Regions from separate parts of the Triticum aestivum genome. Here region 2 is linked to region 1. Evidence: chromatin contacts called from public Hi-C data. All regions are on one chromosome and are shown on one strand. The core of a region is the stretch at or near the end of the contact, and the rest is flanking DNA. Distances in the headings are between cores, read along the strand shown. Region 1 has its middle 550 kb from the start of LOC123155547. Region 2 holds the start of LOC123155547 (EIN3-binding F-box protein 1).

Region 1 (2,700 bases), core at 169-2,668:
AGGAGGAGCACGTGGATGCGGACCGTTCCATGACAGCTTGACCTTGGAGCAAGTACATGCGCACTTCAACATCGTCATGGCGAAGGAGTAGCCTACGCCCAGCACCGACACCTATCTCAACGTTCCGGCAAGCGCAGTAGAAGCAGCGAAACATCCTCTTCCTCCTCGAGTAGCACTGGCTAGGGGAGGGCGAGATCTACGGTGAGTGCGCGAGCGAGGAAGTGTGGCGGCCATTACCACGACTAACCCCAACTTCGTCGCCGAGCAGCAGGCGCTCTACGAGGCCGCAAGCCGCCGCTCACATTGCACAGGCGGCGCAAATGGACGCCGTGGCAGCGCTGGCTACATAGGAGATCACGGATGAGAACGTCACGAGCTGATGAGAACGTCACGAGCTGCGAGTCCTACGCGCCACCAAAGACTTTTCGGCCGCGCCGGTGGGATGACGAGACCGCCGGCCCCTCCACTTTCATCATGGACCTTACGTCCATCGGCGACGGATAAGTCGCGGACTCCGACGAAAATGAGTAGGGAATGGGAGGCGGCGAGGCATTGTGTCCCATGCGGGCTGGTTCGTCTCCCATATTCTACTCTTCCTCGTCGGCGAATGCACCTTCAGTTCGTGGGTCTTATTGCCACCACTCATGGAGTCGTCGAGATAAGCCCGGTGATCGACGGAAGGAAACACCAATGACTTGGATGACAGGCATCGTCGTAGGCTAGGTTTAGGCCCGGTCCTTTTTTTATGAAAACTATCTGAAACGTAATGAATCTCGTCTGATTTATATGAATATCATCCGGTTTTCTTGTAATCCGTCTGGTTTGTTCAAACTCGGCTTGAAATGTATGCGGTCAATTTAAAATGGCCGCCTCACACATACATGTCTAGGAACTGATCTTCTCCTTTCCGCGATGGATGCGGTGTCCACTTTGCGGGTTAGTGTTGGAGATGCCTAAAACCATTGAGTGATTTCTTCATGCACGGACGAACGTACACGATATCTCCAATCCTGCCGGGCGGGCGTACAGAGAACCTGCTTCGCTCTTTGGTGGAGGCCAGTTTTTTTTTTTTTTGAGACAATGCCGGCCAGTTTCGTGTCTCGTGTGTGTTTTCATTGCGCTGCCAGGCTCGGCCTCCGTCACGCGATCACAACCGAAGGAATGTGACAGCTCGCCTCCATCTGCTGCCAAATGCAGCGCACCCGGCCGGCCCCATCCCGAACAGCGCGACGATGACCCCTACCCGTCCGAATCGCGCGTGCCGATCCCACGCGCGCGAGCACGCAAGTGGCGCCATTGGATGCCGCCATGGAGCGTCGTGTACGTACATACAGGCGCAGGTGCATCATGTAAGGGCTGTGTTGCTGTTGCAGTCCACGTCCGGCGCGCGGTGCTTTGCTTTCGGCACGCCGGTATTAAACCTGGCCTGGGTTGCGCGGTGGTCACGTCACTGCCTACGTGTTGCTTGCGTGGAGGGATGGTGCAGCCGTGCACGTACCGGCCTTGGTAGTTGGCTGCCGGCCGGCCGCGCGCCGAGACGCATGCATGCATGCCGCCTCCGATGAACTTTTACTTGTCGAAACACGTCCTCATGTTCCTTCTCCCTCCCTTCACAGATGATTTTTTCACTGTGATTAAAAAAAAGCTTTATTACGTACTCAGACTACTCCTCAGACTAACATCCCTAGCACGGCAGCACCTTGACAAGGTCCACCAATACTGATCACTGGTCTTCTCTCGGTTTCCGCAGTTTGGAGACAGTTCAGAAACGCACATCCACCGCGTTCCGCACACGCTAAGAATTTTCTTCTTGCACGCGATAGGTTTATAGATAGAAGTTTCCTGGTCGTGCATGGCCACGCACGGTTCCAAGCATAGCTCGACAACCACATGCTCCTTGGTGACCAATTAGAAGCTTTCTGTTGAAAAATCCACACCACCAAAAGAGTGTTCCGATCGGTAATCCACCGAGCTGTCTCGCACGCAGCAGGCACCGATAACGACTGAAATCTGTACCCGGCCTGCATGCACCCGCATTTGCATTGATTGGCCAGTAGTCATCAGTTGAACAGAGAAACGTGCACGTCAAAGCCTGTCTGCAAAGTGCATCCGGCCGGTTCATTGAACAATGGCGGACGTCTCGCTCGCGCGTACGCTTTCGCTCGAGCCAGCGTGTGTGTGTGTGTGTACGCCGGTGCACCACGTAGCTACGTGCATGCGTCTCTTCCACGACGACCACGATGGGTAAAAGCGCACGCGAGATTGATTGGCAGCACGTCCACGTCCGTCAATGTATAACGGAGCGATATATGGGTCGGTTGACGTATGACTTGCCTGGCCGCTGCCGCGCGCGGAGCTGCACCGCCCGACCTCGAGCTTATCGATTGTTCTCTGTCAATTGCAACGGATAATCCTCAGTAGCTTTGTGTAAATGCATTTCGATCTTCACACATCTTTACAGAAAGGAAACCCAGCAATAGACCATGAAGATGTATGAATTGCACGATATGTTGATTCGGTGCAATGTGCACGGTATATATAAGTATAAGGTGGGGCCTCTACTTCAATCTATACAACAAACTAGAGAGGTGGGCCTAATGTACAAAAGACAATATACATGCACGAATATCATACTCAACACCCCCCGCAGTCGAAGCGGCACCAAGGCTGACGCAAAGACTGGACCGGAACTCCTCAAAT
Region 2 (2,759 bases), core at 204-2,703, 550 kb before region 1:
AAACAAGTGCCAGCTCGGTGACTCCTGGGCAGGAGGTGATGCTCATACATCTGAGCTTCTGCAGGCCAAGGGCATTTGCCATCACCCAAAAACCCCTCTCGCCAACCGCGGACAGGCGAGTGAGGGTGAGGTTTGTGATCGCCTTTCCATAGTACCCAATCACAGCAAGAGAAGCATCAGTGATGCTCAAACCCTGAAGGCAGACCTTGGCAAGCGAGGCTGTCGCGGAACAGATGAGACCAGACACGCCCTGGTCACCAACATATGCACAGTTCTTGATGTTCACCGCCTGCAGCTTGGAGCAGCACCTGCCGATAGCCTTGAGGCCTTCATTGGCAACACCAGAGCATGCTTCAATGGTCAGCGTCTTCAAATCCGGGCACCCCTGAGCGACGGCGACGAGGCCCTTGTCGGTGACCAGCGGGCAGCCGGTGATGTCGAGCTTCTCCAGCGAGGGGCACCCGGCGGCGATCTCAGCGAGCCCCGCGTCCGTCACCTGCGGCACATCCCACAGGGCAAGCGAGCGGAGCGACGGGCACCCACGGGCGACCGCGGAGAGGCCGCTGTCGGTGACGCCGCGCGTCGGGTGGCTCCCCCGGACAACGACGCTCTCCAGGCTGCCGCGGAGGCCGTCGGCGACGGCCGCCGCGGTGAGGGCGACGTCCGTGGCGCCCTCGCCCTCGAGGGTCCTCTCGGAGCGGCCCAGGCGCGCGGCCTCGGCCTCGTCCTCGTCCTCGCAGACGAAGACCTGGTTGAGGTCCGGCACGGCCGGGGCCTGGACCCGCTTGATCTCGGAGGCGCGGATGCCGCCGAGCAGCGCGAGCCAGCGGCGGGAGACGCAGGAGGAGGCGCCCCGCGCGCGGGCGCCCTGCACGCGGCGCAGGATCTCGAAGAGGCACCCGTCCGGGAGCGCGTCGAGGGTCGGCGCCTCCCTCAGCCTCTGCCTCTTGGCCGCCGGCACCGCCCTGAGCGCCTCCTCCGCCGCGGCGGCGAAGACGCAGGGGGGCACGGCCGTGACGCGCGCGCGCTTCCGCTGCCGCACGCCGCCGAACATAGCCGCTGCCGGGTCCAGGACAAGCAGACCGCCATCTACACAAACAAACACACACAAAATCAGCACAACGCACCAGAAAAATCCTCCAGATCTCCGGCGAAGCACCGCACAAACAAGCGCTCGATCTCAATTCAATTCGGGGCCCTTACTTACCGCGGCAATCGTGGAACGGAGGCATGGCGAGGAAGAGATCGAGGAGCTGCTGCGACCACAATCAATCAATCAATCAATCGGGCGGCGCTGCGAACGAGCGAACGAACCCTGACGAAGGGAAAAAATTGGGGAAGGGGGAGGAGGAGCGGGGGAGGAATGGGGTGGGGTGGGGTGCGGTGGTGGGTTTGGGGTGCGGTGGTGGTTCTTATGTGGATGGAGCGGCGGGGAATCCGGTCCAGTTGCTCGCCCAACTTGTGATGAAGATTTGCCGGGATTCAATGAATCTCATCATCGGGGAGGGGAGGGTCAAGGGGGGGTGTACACTGTACCGCCGCTGTGATGTGCTGGGATGCGCCTGCATGCATGCACCTCTGGCGCGTCCGCACAGGGGTGGGGTATTTCTTTTTTTTTTCCTCTCTGGCTGCTGATTTGGAGATTTGGGGGCCTTTTCATTTCAAATGCTTTTGAAAAATGAACCAGGCTGCTAGTCTAGATGGATTTGCGGTTTCCATGATTTGAAAGATTACATGGGGAAGCAAGCATGCAAATTATGAAAAACAATCCCGACAGGAAAAAAACTATGGACAAAACAAACAAAAATAGAAGGATTTTATCTGGCGCGTGGATTCTCAATTGATCGATGAGCCAAAACTTTTGCCTTCACCTTTAAAAAAGATCGGATACTTTTTACTCTTATAATTGTATACCTTCTATAATGAGCAAGTGGCCATGTTTGGAAAATATTCATTTGTTTTCGACTCAAAAAACTGGTTTTTTATATATATTTAGCTCATTAGGCATTACCTTTTGTAATTCTTTTGGAATCTTTAGATCAAGGTCGGATTGAATAGACCACAATGACATGCCAAAGGCTTTAAGGAATCTTTTACTGCGAGGTCCGGTGAAATAAACCACGATGAAGCGCAAATTAATAAGGAAGATATTCCACAAAAAGGGGCAAGAGATGATTGTTTTAACATGTTCCTGAACCCCAACATCATCCTGCATTTTCAGAAAAATTAAGGGGTTTCCCTCCAATTTTCGTCATTCAAACTGGAAAAAAAATTCTCATGAAGACATGATTATAGACGAACCATGGGTGAAGGTGTCTCGATGACATAAAAATGCCACTTGAGGCCCATTATATATACATTCATGTCTCTATTTAAGGGCCTCCTAGATTCACAAAAATTCAAAATTAAAGGAATAAGATAAAACACAGGAATATGATAGGACTGCACATGCAACATAAAGGATTGTAAAAACACAAGAATCTGTAGAATTGAGTGTTTGATTCGTAGAGATAGGAAAATCGCATTAGTCCTAAAATACATAGTCAAATTAAGGTTAAATCATATCCAAATATAAGATGGCGTCGATATTATGCTACTTATGGCCTTTGTCTTGTTATTTGTGCATAGGAATGTAAGTTGTAATTCAAATAACTCCATAGGATTTTCAGATGATTAGAATCCATAGTAATTTTTGCCTATGTTGATCGTAGGATTAAATTATAGAGATTTTTCCCAATCAATCATTTGTACTACATTTC

Evidence for each region. Hi-C and Micro-C count contacts between places; a contact is called where the count stands out from the background.
Region 2: a contact with region 1 is called in a Hi-C map of leaf, with 4 times the contacts expected there. The contact joins the promoter of LOC123155547 here to the enhancer-like site in region 1. A contact is called at or near these places in 3 of 5 Hi-C or Micro-C datasets (all in leaf).

What each region holds. Positions count from the first base shown.
Region 1 is chr7B:515,127,284-515,129,983 of IWGSC CS RefSeq v2.1, reverse strand. No RefSeq gene overlaps it. Among protein-coding and RNA genes, the nearest start is that of LOC123155547, 550 kb to the left of the region's middle. Within about 2 kb of position 1,418, at least 5 of the 8 cell types and tissues checked have an H3K27ac peak or open chromatin away from gene starts, as enhancers often do. A contact at or near this core is called in leaf, where this site is marked.
Region 2 is chr7B:515,675,628-515,678,386 of IWGSC CS RefSeq v2.1, reverse strand. It overlaps LOC123155547 (EIN3-binding F-box protein 1), which reads right to left and starts at 1,453. Exons shown (of 2, transcript XM_044573701.1): 1 at 1,208-1,453; 2 at 1-1,089. The coding sequence starts at 1,232.